2 separate regions of the Mus musculus genome follow, and region 1 is linked to region 2. A link is a contact called in public promoter capture Hi-C data. All regions are on one chromosome and are shown on one strand. The core of a region is the stretch at or near the end of the contact, and the rest is flanking DNA. Distances in the headings are between cores, read along the strand shown. Region 1 holds the start of Calm3 (calmodulin 3). Region 2 holds the start of Rps5 (ribosomal protein S5).

Region 1 (7,420 bases), core at 914-3,413, 4.0 Mb after region 2:
GGACAAGCCAAATCAGCTTGAGGTGAGGAGGGAAGAGGGGATTATTTCTCAGGCTTGCCCCAGCCCCCAGCAGGTGCCAGAAAGCAATGTTAAATGAGCTCAGAAACCAAGGCCAGGGCCCCTCACCCAGGGCCAAGGAGGAGCCACAGAGCTCAGGCCAAAGTCCAGGGCCAGTTACCAGGGACTCTTCCTTCCACACCTTGCTGGATACAAACAGGAAGAGAAAACCTGGTCAGGGCCAAAGCTGGGACCCTCCTTTGGAGGTGGGGAGTGGGGGTTGCTGGCAGCTGCCCAAGCTGTAGGGCCCCTTTAGCAAGGTTCTGCTGGGGGGCGGGGGGAATGGGGTGGCGGCAAGAAGAGCCCTCAGGTCTGTGTCAGCAGTATGAGATCTGATACGTGGTGGCGGCTGCCTGTCCTCCCCAGCTTTGCCAGGGAGGGTGGTGCACGCGGTTCCCAGCCTGAGGCTGGGGGAGGGGGGATGGTGGGGAGGGCTGGGGGTGTTGTGGGTGGCAGGACCAGAGGAGAAGTAATCTATTTTGCTTCTAGAAGCTTTAGCTTTGGGCGCTGGGGAAGAGGCCTGGAAAGAACAAGTGGCCCTTGAGTCAACGAGAGGGTCCTTGGAGGTCTTCTCTGGACAAGCACTGCAGCCCCCGCCCTGAGGGATGGAACTGGGCATCTGTCACTGACCCAAACGGTACTGTATTGCGCTGTCATTTGGCACAGTGAGGAGAAGCAGGTGCATGAAGCTGGAGGAGAAAGGCAGCCCTCCTAGCCTGGAAGGGACAATGAGGGGGCCAAGCTTCCTGGCTTAGCCATCATTTGATGCACCCCAAACTTTGACCCCAGTCCTGTATCATGCAGCTTCAGTGCGCAATAGGGCCCTGAACAACTCCGCCCACCTGCTCCCACTGCCTCAGTGCCTTCAGCCTGGCCCAGCCCCATTCTTGCCAAGGCAAAGGGAGCACACAGCTACTCCTTCAGGTCCTCTGCTGCAGCCCATGACCAAGCCCGAGTCATCAGCCTTTGTGTCGGGACCTTTCCCCGGAGACACCCACCTCTAAACCTAGTCCTACCTCAGCCACCATTCATTGTCTCCTACACTTCTCTAGAAGGCTGTCCAACCTCACCCCCACCACCCAAACTCAAGTCCTTCCCTAGCCCTCACCTTGGAAACCCCGTTTTTTCTCTGACCCAAACAAAACACGCCTTACAAACCCCAACCTCTCTTTCTAGTGCAACAACCTAGACCTCAGAATCCTTCCTAGCTACCCCCAACCAAGTTCTCCACAAGGCTCCCTGGTTCCCCACACTACCCGTGATCACATCCCCACTCCTTTAAAAACATTTCTGCGACCCCCAACTCTCCTCAGTCCCCTTCTGGGTCCTCACAGGCTCCAAGAGCATCTTCTAGCCTCTGCTGCCACCCACCTCGGGCTCCTCCTTACCTCAGCCTGCACCTGACCCTTCTCCTCTTCCTCCTCCTCTTGGCAATGCTTGTCCTTGGAGACCCCTCCCCCACCGGGGTCTACAGTGCACAAGTGACCCAGGATCCCCATCTATCCTCTCTGCAGAACACTCCCTAGGAACCGACCGGTCCCCCTCTCCGCTACCCACAGCCACCCCTCTAGGAGCAGCCTCCTGCATTCCTCCAGGACCCAAAGCCTTCATCGCCGGCGTTTCCTATTTCCTCCTCCCGGGGACCGGGTAGATGTGATTCTAAAACCAATCGCCCGGAGAGGGATCCGAATGCTGCCTGGGAGGTGGCGGGGGTGGGGATGTCCTGGAGCTCCTCATTTGAAGCCTCAGACTGTCTGTTTGGGGGTCCTACCAATTCCATCTGCTGCTAAAACCGCTTCTAGAAGTCCCAAGGGCCGCATGGGAGGTCCCGAGGGGCCCGGCCTCTCCCTCCCAGGGTTCGCTCGCCATCTCCGGGATGGGGGGGTCTCCACCCGACTTCAGCCGCCTCACTCACCATGGCGAGGCACCGGTATCCGGAGCTCGGGGATCGAGGTTACTCTGGCGGCGGCAGCAGCTGCAGCAGCTCGAGCTCCGCCGCGCGTCCGCGCCTCCACACTCTTTGCCCGCAGCGCGCGCCACCGCCGCCGCCGCCCGCCCCAACGGTCCCTCAACGGCCGCCGCGCGCGCCCCGCCTCGCCCGGCCCCGCCCCAGACGGCTCGCGCGCTCCCGCTGCACTGCGGCTTCCTACGGATCCCTTCGCGTCAGGCTCGTGCGGCTCGCCCCTTCCACAGAGCCCAGCGAATCTGCTGCCGCACGGGCACGCGCACGCGCGTTCCCCACCGCGGGGACTACTTTCGCTCTCGGCGCTCTCGGCCCCTTGCATCCGCTCCGCTTTCCTCTCTGGCGGAAGGGCACCGGTTTACGGAGAGTGACACGTCTCTGTGTGAGCCACGCCGCTATTGGACCCGCCTCGTGGCGGAAATGAGAACGCAACTCCGATTGGTCCGGCCTTCCCTGCAATGCGTCAAACTGGGGCGAGCCACCGCGCGGTGTGCGGGGGGCAGCACGACCTGTGTGGCTCTGTGGAGCCGCGAGGAATAGAGGGGCTAAGACGGAAACAGGGTGGATGTTGGAGAAGCAAATACGTTGTCTCTATGGCTCGGAAATAAAAATGGGTTGGGGGAAGAAGCAGAAGGACTTTCTTCTCTCTCCCTTTGAGCAGATACAAGATGGTTTAATCCAAAATCGTGGGGTCTAGGAGCCTGGCCTGAACCGGCTCTTCACAGTGGTTGGCTCTTCAAGGTTCCGCTGGTCTCCTGAAGGTTCCACCCTCTACGCGTACAATTTGCTGGGATGGCTGAGTGGGTGAAGGCGCTTGCAGGCAAGCTAGAAACTGTGAGTTCGATCACCGGAACTCACGTGGTGGTTTGGAGAACAGACTTCCACAAAGAATTGTCCTCGGACTTCCACATGCGCGCTGTATAAATAAGTTCAAACAAACAAACAAACACAAATCTAAAACACGCACAAAAGCAACATGTGGGGATCTGGACTTGACTCTTGATCTCAGGATCTGTACCCAGAACAATCTCTGGATGCAGAATGTTTTCATTCATTCATTCATTCATTCACTCATTCAGCCAATTAAACATGAATTGGGCACTGCTGTCTGCACAGATCTGGTGCCGGGCTGTGCTGGTGACATCACACTTCTCAACCATTCTCTTGTCACCTAGACAGTGTGACTCACTTCTTATTCTAGGGATTCCAGGCACAGAAAGAAAAAGAACTGTTGCTAAGGGCACCTGAGACAACTGTATTGTATACCATAGTGTATATACTGTACATTACTGTACAGAGCCCTCGTATAGGATGGGAGTTGGCATTTTCTTCCTTCCTTTATTTATTTATTTATTTATTTATTTATTTATTTATTGAGACTGTGTAGCCCTGAGCCCTGGTTGGCCTTCAGAATCAAAGGCATGCATCGACACTCCAGGGCAAGAACTGACAGAGAAGGGGGGTGGGGGGAGAGAGAGAGAGAGAGAACTTCTAGGGTCAGAAAACTTTTTTTTTTTTTTTTTGGTGGGGAGGGAGAGACTGGGAGAATATAGTCTTTCTGTAAATGCCGCCTGTGGACATCTCTTAAATCTGCTCTCAGGAAAGAAAATGTGTCTAGTGCAGAAGGAAATAAAACTGATAGAGCAGAGGCAGAGAGGAGGGAGGATCTTGTTGACATTGGTTTAAATGTCTGCAACCTGTAAACTGAGATTTACAACCTGTAGGTCTTGACCCCCTTGTGGCTTGCATATCAGATATCTTGCATATCAGATATTTACATAATGACTCATAACAGTAGCAAAATTACAGGTTTGAACTAGTAATCAAACAATTTTTTAAAAGATTTTTATTTATTTATTACACACAGTGCTCTGTCTGCATGTATGCCTGCAGGCCAGAAGAAGGCACCAGATCCCATTACAGATGGTTGTGAGCCACCATGTGGGTGCTGGGAATTGAACTCAGGACCTCCAGAAGAGCAGTCAGTGCTCTTAATCTCAGAACAGTATCTCCAGCCCACAATGAAATAATTTTATGATTTGGAGTCCCCAGTACTTGTATGGGGTTTTTGCAGCATTAGGAAAGTTGAGAACCACAGACTTAATGACATTAAAATGTGTTCTCTCTTTTTTTGAGTCAGGGTATCTTAGTTTGGTTTCTATTTCTGTAATAGAGGCCATTTCTAAAACCAGCTTGGGGGAAGAAAGGGTCTGTCTTAGTCAGGGTTTCTATTCCTGCACAAACGTCATGACCAAGAAGCAAGTTGGGGAGGAAAGGGTTTATTCGGCTTACACTTCCATACTGCTGTTCATCACCAAAGGAAGTCAGGACTGGAACTCAAGCAGGTCAGGAAGCAGGAGCTGATGCAGAAGCCATGGAGGGATGTTCTTTACTGGCTTGCTTCCCCTGGCTTGCTCAGCCTGCTCTCTTATAGAACCCAAGACTACCAGCCCAGAGATGGCACCACCCACAATGGGCCCTCCACCCTTGATCACTAATTGAGAAAATGCCTTACAGCTGGATTTCAAAGAGGCATTTTTCTCAAGGAAGGCACCTTTCTCTGTAATAACTCCAGCTTGTGTCAAGTTGACACCCAAAGCCAGCCAGTAGAAGTCTGTTTAGCTTACAGGCTACAGTCCTTTGCTTTTGTTTTTGTTGTTTTGTTTTTTTGAGACAGGGTTTCTCTGTGTAGCCCTGGCTGTCCTGGAACTCAATTTGTAGACCAGGCTGGCCTCGAACTCAGAAATCTGCCTGCCTCTGCCTCCCCAGTGCTGGGATTAAAGGTGTGTGCCACCACGCCTGGCTTGCTAAAGTTCTTCTTGAAGGAAAGGCAGGGCAGGAACTCAGGGCAGGAACCAGGAGGTAAGAGCTGAAGCAGAGACCATGGAGGACCCCTGCTCCCTGCTTGCTCCTTATGGCTTGCTCAGCCTGCCTTCTTAGGGCGTTCTGAACCACTTGCTCACACAGATCATCAATCCAGGAGACTCCCCAAACGCTTGCTCACAGGCCAATCTGATAGGGGGATTTTCTCAATTGAGGTTCCCTTTCTCAGATGAATCTAGCTTGTGTCAAGTTGCAATAAAACTAACCTGTACACAGGGTCTTACTATGTAGCCCGGGCTAGTCTTGATTCTCCTGCCTCAGCTTCCTCAGTGTTGGGATTGCAAGCACATACCATTAGTGTATAACTCTTTTTTAAAATTTTATTTATAAGCTGGGCGTGGTGGCACACACCTTTTTTTTTAAAATTTATTTATTATATGTAAGTACACTGTAGCTGTCTTCAGACACTCCAGAAGAGGGCATCAGATCTCATTACAGATGATTGTGAGCCACCACGTGGTTGCTGGGATTTGAACTGGGGACCTTCGGAAGAGCAGTAGGCACTCTTAACCACTGAGCCATCTTGCCAGCCCCCGGCACACACCTTTAATCCCAGCACTCGGGAGGCAGAAGCAGGCGGATTTCTGAGTTCGAGGCCAGCCTGGTCTACAGAGTGAGTTCCAGGACAGCCAGGGCTATACAGAGAAATGCTGTCTCGAAAAACCAAAAAAAAAAAAAATTATTTTATTTATATGAATACACTATAGCTGTCTTCAGACACACCAGAAGAGGGCAGCAGATCCCACTTCAGATGGTTGTGAGCCACTATGTGGTTGCTGGGAATTGGACTCAGGACCTCTGGAAGAGCAGTCAGTGCTCTTAATTGCTGAACCATCTCTCCAGCCCTGTGTATAACTCTTTTAAAGGTTTTTTTGTTTGTTTGTTTGTTTTTTATTTTTTGGACCCAAGCTTAAGTATCCCAGGCTAGCTCCGAACTCACAATGTACCAAGGATGATCGTAGTCCTCTTACCCTTCTGCTTCCACTAAATGTATGCTAAGATTGTAGGTGTGCCGCCACCATGCCGGCTTTGATCAGTGCTAGGGCTGAGCTCAGGACCCTCTGCATGCCAGGCAAACCCTCTGCCAAGGCAGTCACACTCCAGCTAAGCATTCAAGCACTACCCTGAGCTGCCAGTCTTTGGAAGACCTTATGAGGGATCCCAGGGCCAGCCTACATTGTGTTTCTCTCTGATACTCTGTTCTCCCCATCTTCCAGAATAATTGCTGGGTTTTGTTAGCTGAGTTGCCATTCAAAATAAGAGCAACATTTCCAAGTGACCTGCCAGTTAGGTGTGATTAACTAAATTCTACTGAAGAAGATAAGTGGAAATTATATGTTCAATTCCAGGGTTATACCTTTAAAAGGGATTGTGCTAGGTTTTTTGGTTTTGTTTTTTGTTGTTGTTTTTGTTTTTGTTTTGTTTTTTCTTGTTTTGTTTTGTTTTGTTTTTTGAGACAGGGTTCCTCTGTAGCCCTGGCTGTCCTGGAGCTTGCTTTGTAGACCAGGCTGGCCTGGAACTCACAGATCCACCTGCCTCTGGCCCCTGAGTGCTGGAATTAATGATGAACACCACCATACCTGCTTTTGTTTTGTTTTGAGACAAGAGGATTAAAAAATCTGAGGCCATCTGAGCTGTGTAGCATGACCCTGTGTCAAAGGGAAGTTTGTTTCTTTCTCTTTCTCTTTGTTTCTTTCTCTCTGTCTGTGGGTCTTTTGCCTACGGTATGACTTGGCAGAACATTCATGCCTAGTACCCGAGGTTGCCAGAAGAGGGCTTTGGATACCCTGGAACTGGAGTTACTGATGTTTGTAAGCTGCCATGTGAGTGCCAGGAATGGAAACCAGGTCCTCAAGAAGACCAGCTAGTGCTCTTAACTGCTGAGCCATCTATCCAGCTTGAGTTTGCCACATGGTCTGAGCTATGATGCTATGCCTCATAATGGGCCCAGAACAATGGAGATAGGTTGCTGTGGCCCAAAACTTCCAGAACTATCAATGATGTATATGTGTATATTATATATGTGATATACATTATATACATATTATATATAGATATGGAGATAGATAGATAGATAGAGATCAATTATCACAGCAGATTATTTATTTCTTTAAAAGGGTTCTCTCTCTCTCCCTTCCTTCCTTCTTTCCTTCCTTCCTTTCTTCCTTTGTGTGTACATGTCTGTGTGAGTATGTGTGCAACTGTGTTTGAGTGTGTGACCAGCTGTGTTCCTTGAAGAGCGCAGAAGAGTCCACTGACACTCTGTCTATTCCTTTGAGACAGGTCCTTTTTGAAACCCCGGGGCACATGTTTTGTTTGTTTGTTTTGTTTTGTTTTGTTTTGTTCTTACATCTGCAAATCTTGCTATTTTGTTTTATTGTTTGGTTTTTGACTCTCACCCAGCTCAGACTGGCCTCGAACTCACTGTGAAGTCAAGGATTGGCTTGAATGCTTGATCCTGTCTCCACCTCCCAAGTGCTGAGGTCACTATATCTATTGCTAGGATGGACTCCAAGG
Region 2 (6,870 bases), core at 1,232-3,731:
TTTTTTTTTTTTTGGTTTTTCCAGACAGGGTTTCTCTGTATAGCTCTGGCTGTCCTCGAACTCAGAAATCCGTCTGCCTCTGCCTCCCCAGTGCTGGGATTAAAGGCGTGCGCCACCAAGTGCCTGGCTCTTTCCAAGAATTTCTAAGGGTGGGAGCTGGAGAGATGGCTCAGCAGTCATTCTTAAAGTTTCCATCCCTAGCACCCACCTCAGGTTTATAAACCACCATAACCCCAGCTCCAAAGGATCTATCACATTTTTCTGGCCTTCTTAGACCCCATGTACACATGCTTTACTTACGGGGAAAAATTTTTTTTAAAGAATTTTAAGGGTGCTGATTGTAACGATGCATTCCTTTAATCACAACTCTAGAGAGCCAGAGTCAGGCAGATCAATGAGTTCAAGGTCAGCCTGGTCTAAAGAGCAATTTGAAAGCCAGCCATGACTACATAATCGGACTTTGTCTCAAAATACTAATAACAATGCTATTGGTTTTGGTTGGGAGTTTGTTTGTTTGTTTTTGTTTGTGGTAGAATCTTATGTAGCCCAAACTGGTCATAAACTCACTATGGAGTGGAAGGTGGCCCCGAACTTCTGGTCCTCCTGCTTCCAGCTCCCAAATGCTGGTAAGCAAACTTAATTTTATCTGTGCAAATCAATTTCTGCAGCATTTCTCTTTTTTTTTTTTTTTTTTTTTTTTTTTTTTTGGGTTTTCGAGACAGGGTTTCTCTGTGTAGCCCTGGCTGTCCTGGAACTCACTCTGTAGACCAGGCTGGCCTCGAACTCAGAAATCCGCCTGTCTCTGCCTCCCATGTGCTGGGATTAAAGACGTGCACCACCACTGCCCGGCTACAGCATTTCTCTTAACCTATGGCCCATATTCAGGAGCCCCTCATCTGCCCTCTGTCACCTAGTAGGTAATACGGAGTCTATAAAAACATCCATTATCAATCACTGTAGTGCAATGTCAGCTTTCAAAGATAAGTAGGGTGATACCCCCAACAACAACGATAAAATTAGGTAAGATTCCCGAAATCCCAGTTTTCCCTCCCTCCACACACACAAGGTATGAACTGAGATATAGAGAAGAAAACGGGGTGAGAATCTCTCTTCTCTCTCTCTCCCTCCCTCTTTCCTCTTCTCTCCTCTCCCCTCCCTTCTCTCCTTATGTTTGTTGACACCTTTCCTCTCTTCTCTTCTCTCTCTCTCCCTCCCTCCCTCTTTCCTCTTCTCTCCTCTCCCTTCCCTTCTCTCCTTATGTTTGTTGACACCTTTCCTCTCTTCTCTCTTCTCTTCTCTCTCCCTCCCTCCCTCCCTCTTTCCTCTTCTCTCCTCTCCCTTCCCTTCTCTCCTTATGTTTGTTGACACCTTTCCTCTCTTCTCTCTTCTCTTCTCTCTCCCTCCCTCCCTCCCTCTTTCCTCTTCTCTCCTCTCCCCTCCCTTCTCTCCTTATGTTTGTTGACACCTTTCCTCTCTTCTCTCTCTTCTCTTCTCTCTCCCTCCCTCCCTCTTTCCTCTTCTCTCCCTCCTCTCCTTATGTTTGCTGACACCTTTCCTCTCTTCTCTCTCTTCTCTTCTCTCTCCCTCCCTCCCTCCCTCCCTCCCTCTTTCCTCTTCTCTCCTCTCCCCTCCCTCCTCTCCTTATGTTTCATCCCAGCAGTTGGGAGGAGCAGAGGCAGATGAATCAGCCTGGTCTAAAGAGCGAGTTCCTGGACAGCCGGTGCTACAAGGAGAAACCCTGTCTCCAAAACAAACAAACAAACAAACCCACCCCTGGGGGTGAACCTGCTGGCAAGGTCTCTCCCTTATTAGTACCAAATCACTGGGATCTCAGATAAGTAAGTCACCTAGGAGATCCCCGGGCTGCCAACCCCTCCAGGACTCCCCTCTATGTATCCCTCCCCGGGGAGGTTCACGAATGGCGGTCGGAATCTACTGTCCGCGATTGAACCTGAGGAAAAAAAGCCCAGACAAGCGTGGCCAGAGTGATTAAAAAGGAAGTGATCCCATACCGGAAGCCTGGGACCCGCCGAGCATGGCTTGCGGGAGGGGAGAGGGTGGGGCCCGTGCTTGTGAACCCGGATCGGTGGTAACCACAGGACCCGACTCCATTATTTTGGTGAGAAAATGTGAGCCGAGCTGGTTGCCCTAGCTAAGAATCCACCGTCCATGGTTCCTGGGTTTTGCAGCCTAATTACGGAGAGCGTGGACTGGACGTCAGCACTACTTAGATATGGCGGCGTCGGTCTCACCAAAGTTTCTGCGCATGTGCGCCGACTCAGAAGCCTAGCTAGTACTTCAGAGGTCCGCCAGAAGACGGGCGTGGCGCTGTTTCTAAAAGTGCGCATGCTTTACCCGGCTCAAAGGGCGCCTCTCATCCTAGCGCTTGATTGGTTGGTGAGCACGCTGTTTTCATCTGCGCGTGCGTCTCTACCTCTGACCCGGAAGTTTTCGCTTTGCATAAAAGCGCTAGTCCGCTGCGCGCGGCCTCTTCCTGTCTGTATCAGGGCGGCGCGTGGTCCACGCCGAGCGACTGAGAAGCCCAGTCTGCGCCCTCAGGTGAGGCTGCGGAGGGACACGGAGTTCAGAAGAGGTGACCATGAGTGTTCTAAGGCACATCTGGGGGGCCGGAGGCCGAACCTGAAGCCTGGGCGTGACCGCTTGGATCTCACCGTTTCTCTGCGAAAAAGGGTGCCTAGGGAAACTCGGCACGGGCCGAGTTAGTCTTCGCCTCTTGTTTGCACTGTTTTGACTTCATACTTTGCACACACGGGACTCCAGGGAAATCACTTGGGTCATATACCATAAACATAAATCTAGGTTTGCTTAGTTTTGTGATGACTCTTTTGCTCAGTACACGTTCTAAGTGCACAACGGAAATCTGATGGGAGCTGATGAGTATACGGCTTCATGAACCATCATACTGTGGTCCATGTACCAGCTGATTAGCGGGGTGACTGCCGAGTTACTTTAGAATCCTGAGTGGTTTTCCTGGGTTTGGAGAGCTGTTCAAAGCTTTCTGGGTCTCCCCTTCATGTCCCAGTTTGCCACAAAGTGAGAGTTCGTCTGAAGAGTTTGGGGTCAGAGTGACTGCTCCAGCATGTCTAGGCAGTAACGGTTTCTTGCCATTCTCCTGTCCCCAGGATGACTGAGTGGGAAGCAGCCACACCAGCGGTGGCAGAGACCCCTGACATCAAGCTCTTTGGGAAATGGAGCACTGATGACGTGCAGATCAACGATATTTCTCTGCAGGTAAAAGGAACTTAATGATTGTTCTTTGTGATGATTTTTTTAATTGAGACCAGGTGTGGATGAGCTTCTAGTTCAGAAAAGGGCATAAAACAACCAGTGGATGTACAAGACAGGTAGAAGAGCAATAACTGGACAGCTACACCCACGCCTAATACAAACTGGCACTAAAAGATGTTAGAGTGTGGTTTTTATCCCGTATTTTTCTAATCGTGTGTCTCTTGAGACAGAGTCAGGGTCTTGCTGTGTAGCCCTTGCTGGCTGCCTGGAGCTCTTTGAGATCTTGCCTCTGTCTCCCATGTGCCACTACACCTGACTTGATGTCCCCTTTCGTTTGTATATTCAGTTAGTGGGTATCAATTGAAAAGATGGCTTTAGTCAACTGAACCATGTTGGCACCCTTGTCAAAAGCAGTTGGTAAGCTGCTATCAGCCTACAGCAAGAGGAATTTGAGTATGAGACCAGTTGGTGCTATGAATGTTCCCTGCTGCCCTCCCCTGAAAAATGTCAGTTGGCTATGGGTACTGTTATGGCTAAGTTAGTATGGGAGCTATTTGCTTTGCCCTCATAACCCATTTTGAGGTAATCTCATATAGCTGAGACTGGCCTGAAACCCTGTCTAGTGGAAAAAGCTAATATCTGCATTCTGTCCCGAGTGCTGGGATTGAAGGTATATATCACCATTCCAAGTTTATCCCACTACTTGACATTGAACCCAGGGCTTTTTACAAAGCAAGCACCCTACCAACTCAGCTATATCTTTCGGCCCAGTTGTCTATTTTGTTCAAAGGAATTAAAGTATGTCTACTGTCTGTAAAGATACCACAGAATGAGCTTGTAAGGTGGTTCAGCCTATAAAGACAGTTACCACAAAGCCTGACAATATAAGTTTAATCCTTTGAATCCAAGGTAGAAGAATAGAACTGACAGCTGCAAATTGTCCCCTGACTTGCGTACATGCCCAAAATAGAAGGGAAAAAGAAACAGCAGGACCTAGGCATTAATCTAAAAGATTTTCAGTCTTGTCTAGTGAGTGTTTAGTTTACTTTGTGAGTTTATTTGGGGAGGTCTGCAATCCTTTTTGTGTTAGCGATTAGAGCCAGGGCTTTTTCACATGCTAGGCCAACACACATTGTTACTGAGACACAGTGTGTACACACTTCGAACTTCTTAGGCAACAGGTAGGTTAATAAATGTGGTTTTGTCTCACAGGTGGTCCAGAATAATCTGTCAAGTGCTGGTGTGCTGCCAAGTGTCCTTAAACTACACAGGACAGCCCTCCCTTCTTTGAGGAGTCCCAAGTGTCCTTAGCATCTTGAATCAATGGTGTGTGCATTTAAGCCCAGCACTCTGGCAGATCTCTAAGTATAGGACCACACTGTACTACATAGTGAATTCCAGGGCTACATGGGAGACTCTTTAAAAAATATCCATACTGAGCCGGGTGTGGTGGCGCACGCCTTTAATCCCAGCACTTGGGAGGCAGAGGCAGGAGGATTTCTGAGTTCGAGGCCAGCCTGGTCTACAGAGTGAGTTCCAGGACAGCCAGGACTACACAGAGAAACCCTGTCTTGAAAAAACAAACAAACAAAATATATCCATAGTAACATTTTTTTAAAATAATGTAGTTATTTTTATGTGTAGTGATGTTCTGTCTGTGAGGTTGTCAAATCTGCTGAAGTTACAGACAGTTGTGAGTTGCCGTGGGGGTTCTTGGAATAGAAGTTGAGTTCTTTGGAAGAGCAGTCAAAACTCTGAGCCATCTCTGCGGCCCCCCAAGCCCCAGACAGGGTTTCTCTGTAGTGTTGGTTGTCCTGTAACTGTGGAACAGGCTGGCCTTAAACTCACAGAAGTGCTCCTGCTTCTGCCTCCCAGGTGCTGAGATTAAAGGTGTGTACCATTACCGCCTGACTCAAAGTGCAGTTACTTAATACTTGTAAAAACTGAATTCTGGTCCCTTGTTTGCATATTACAGGAAGTGTTCTCTCTCCCCTTGCCCCTGAGGCAAGATCTCACTGTGCACCCCTGGCTGTTCTGAAATTCACTGTAGACCAGGCTGATCTTAAACTGCTAGAGATCCTGTCTCCCAAGTGTTAGGATGTAGAAGTGTGCACACTGCGGGCAGCACTTTCCCCTTTTATGAATGGGAGTGTGACTTAAGCAGTCACTGGTTTGGTTTTACTTTCTTAAAGCTCATGTTCACAACCTGCTGGGGACATGCCATGGCTTGAGTCAGTTCTCAGTCTCCTCTAATCTATCTGAGGCTGGTCCCACTACTGACTACTCCTTCGTGCTTCTCTCTTTACCACCCAGGATTACATTGCTGTGAAGGAGAAGTATGCCAAGTACCTGCCCCACAGTGCCGGACGGTATGCTGCCAAGCGCTTCCGCAAAGCACAATGTCCCATCGTGGAGCGCCTTACTAACTCCATGATGATGCATGGTCGTAACAACGGCAAGAAGCTCATGACTGTGCGAATTGTCAAGCATGCCTTTGAGATCATCCACCTGCTCACTGGTGAGGTAAGGTTTTGTCCTTGATTCATACCAAAGCTTCATGGTATACATGCCAGGTTCATTACCTGGGACACCGCCACCTTGTTTAGGGTTGAAAAGGTTGGGGGTGGATATCAGGCTCACGCCTCCCTTTTCTGCCAGAACCCTCTGCAGGTCCTGGTGAATGCTATCATCAACAGTGGCCCCCGAGAAGACTCAACACGCATTGGGCGGGCCGGTACAGTGAGACGACAGGCTGTGGATGTGTCCCCACTGCGTCGAGTGAATCAGGTGGGTCAGAGGCTTGTGAAGGGGTGGGGTAGGAGCCATCAGCACAAGTGGGTGGGGTCCTGTCTTGCATGTTTTACCAGGAACCTCACTTCCTCCAGGAAACCTTCCTGGATTTCCACTCGGTATGAGGCAGATGGTAGTCCAGCCTTCCCAGTCTGGTTCATCTCATCCCTAGTGTATACTTTCACAACAGGCTTTGTTTTGTTTCTTCTTGATTTGTTTGAGTCTATTTTGTGGTGGTACACGTACCTACCTGTAATTTTAGCTACTTGAAAGGCACAGGGTGGATTGCTTGATACCTGAGTACCATGGGGACATCAAGGGTTCCAGTCAAAAGCATCAAATATTTTGCTGGCAGTTCTTAAGTCTCTTTGTTAGTTGGGGCCCTTGTTTTCTCAGCCCTCTCAGATCAGCTATCTGATAAGGTATCAACTCCCTAAAGTAGTAAGTATATGGTATCTGTTGAGGTGGGTCCCAGGTCACTGGCAGGAGGGACCGTTTGAGGCCTGAGCCCTGTCTGTCTTGTCTAGGCCATCTGGCTGCTGTGCACAGGGGCTCGTGAGGCTGCTTTCCGGAACATCAAGACCATCGCCGAGTGCCTTGCAGATGAGCTCATTAATGCTGCCAAGGTGGGTCAGGGCATACCACTTGGGTTGGGCATTTGGGAGTTTGTCCAGCATTCAGAGCTAACCATCTGTCCTTGCAGGGCTCCTCCAATTCCTATGCCATCAAGAAGAAAGATGAACTGGAGCGTGTGGCCAAGTCTAACCGCTGATTTCCCAGCTGCTGCCTAATAAACTGTGTCCTTTGGAACAACTATACCTTCCTGTGTGC

What was found. Promoter capture Hi-C pulls out the DNA fragments that hold promoters and counts their contacts.
Region 1: a contact with region 2 is called in a promoter capture Hi-C map of cranial neural crest. The contact joins the promoter of Calm3 here to the promoter of Rps5 in region 2. A contact is called at or near these places in 3 of 39 promoter capture datasets (cranial neural crest, maxillary cranial neural crest and second pharyngeal arch cranial neural crest).

What each region holds. Positions count from the first base shown.
Region 1 is chr7:16,921,869-16,929,288 of GRCm38.p6, forward strand. It overlaps Calm3 (calmodulin 3), which reads right to left and starts at 2,164. Exons shown (of 6, transcript NM_007590.3): 1 at 1,973-2,164. The coding sequence starts at 1,975. It overlaps Gm45972 (predicted gene, 45972), which reads left to right. Exons shown (of 3, transcript NR_165470.1): 1 at 1-22; 2 at 547-694; 3 at 1,572-2,650.
Region 2 is chr7:12,919,830-12,926,699 of GRCm38.p6, forward strand. It overlaps Rps5 (ribosomal protein S5), which reads left to right and starts at 2,482. Exons shown (of 6, transcript NM_009095.2): 1 at 2,482-2,559; 2 at 3,144-3,252; 3 at 5,563-5,772; 4 at 5,908-6,036; 5 at 6,567-6,665; 6 at 6,743-6,857. The coding sequence starts at 3,145. The coding sequence ends at 6,811.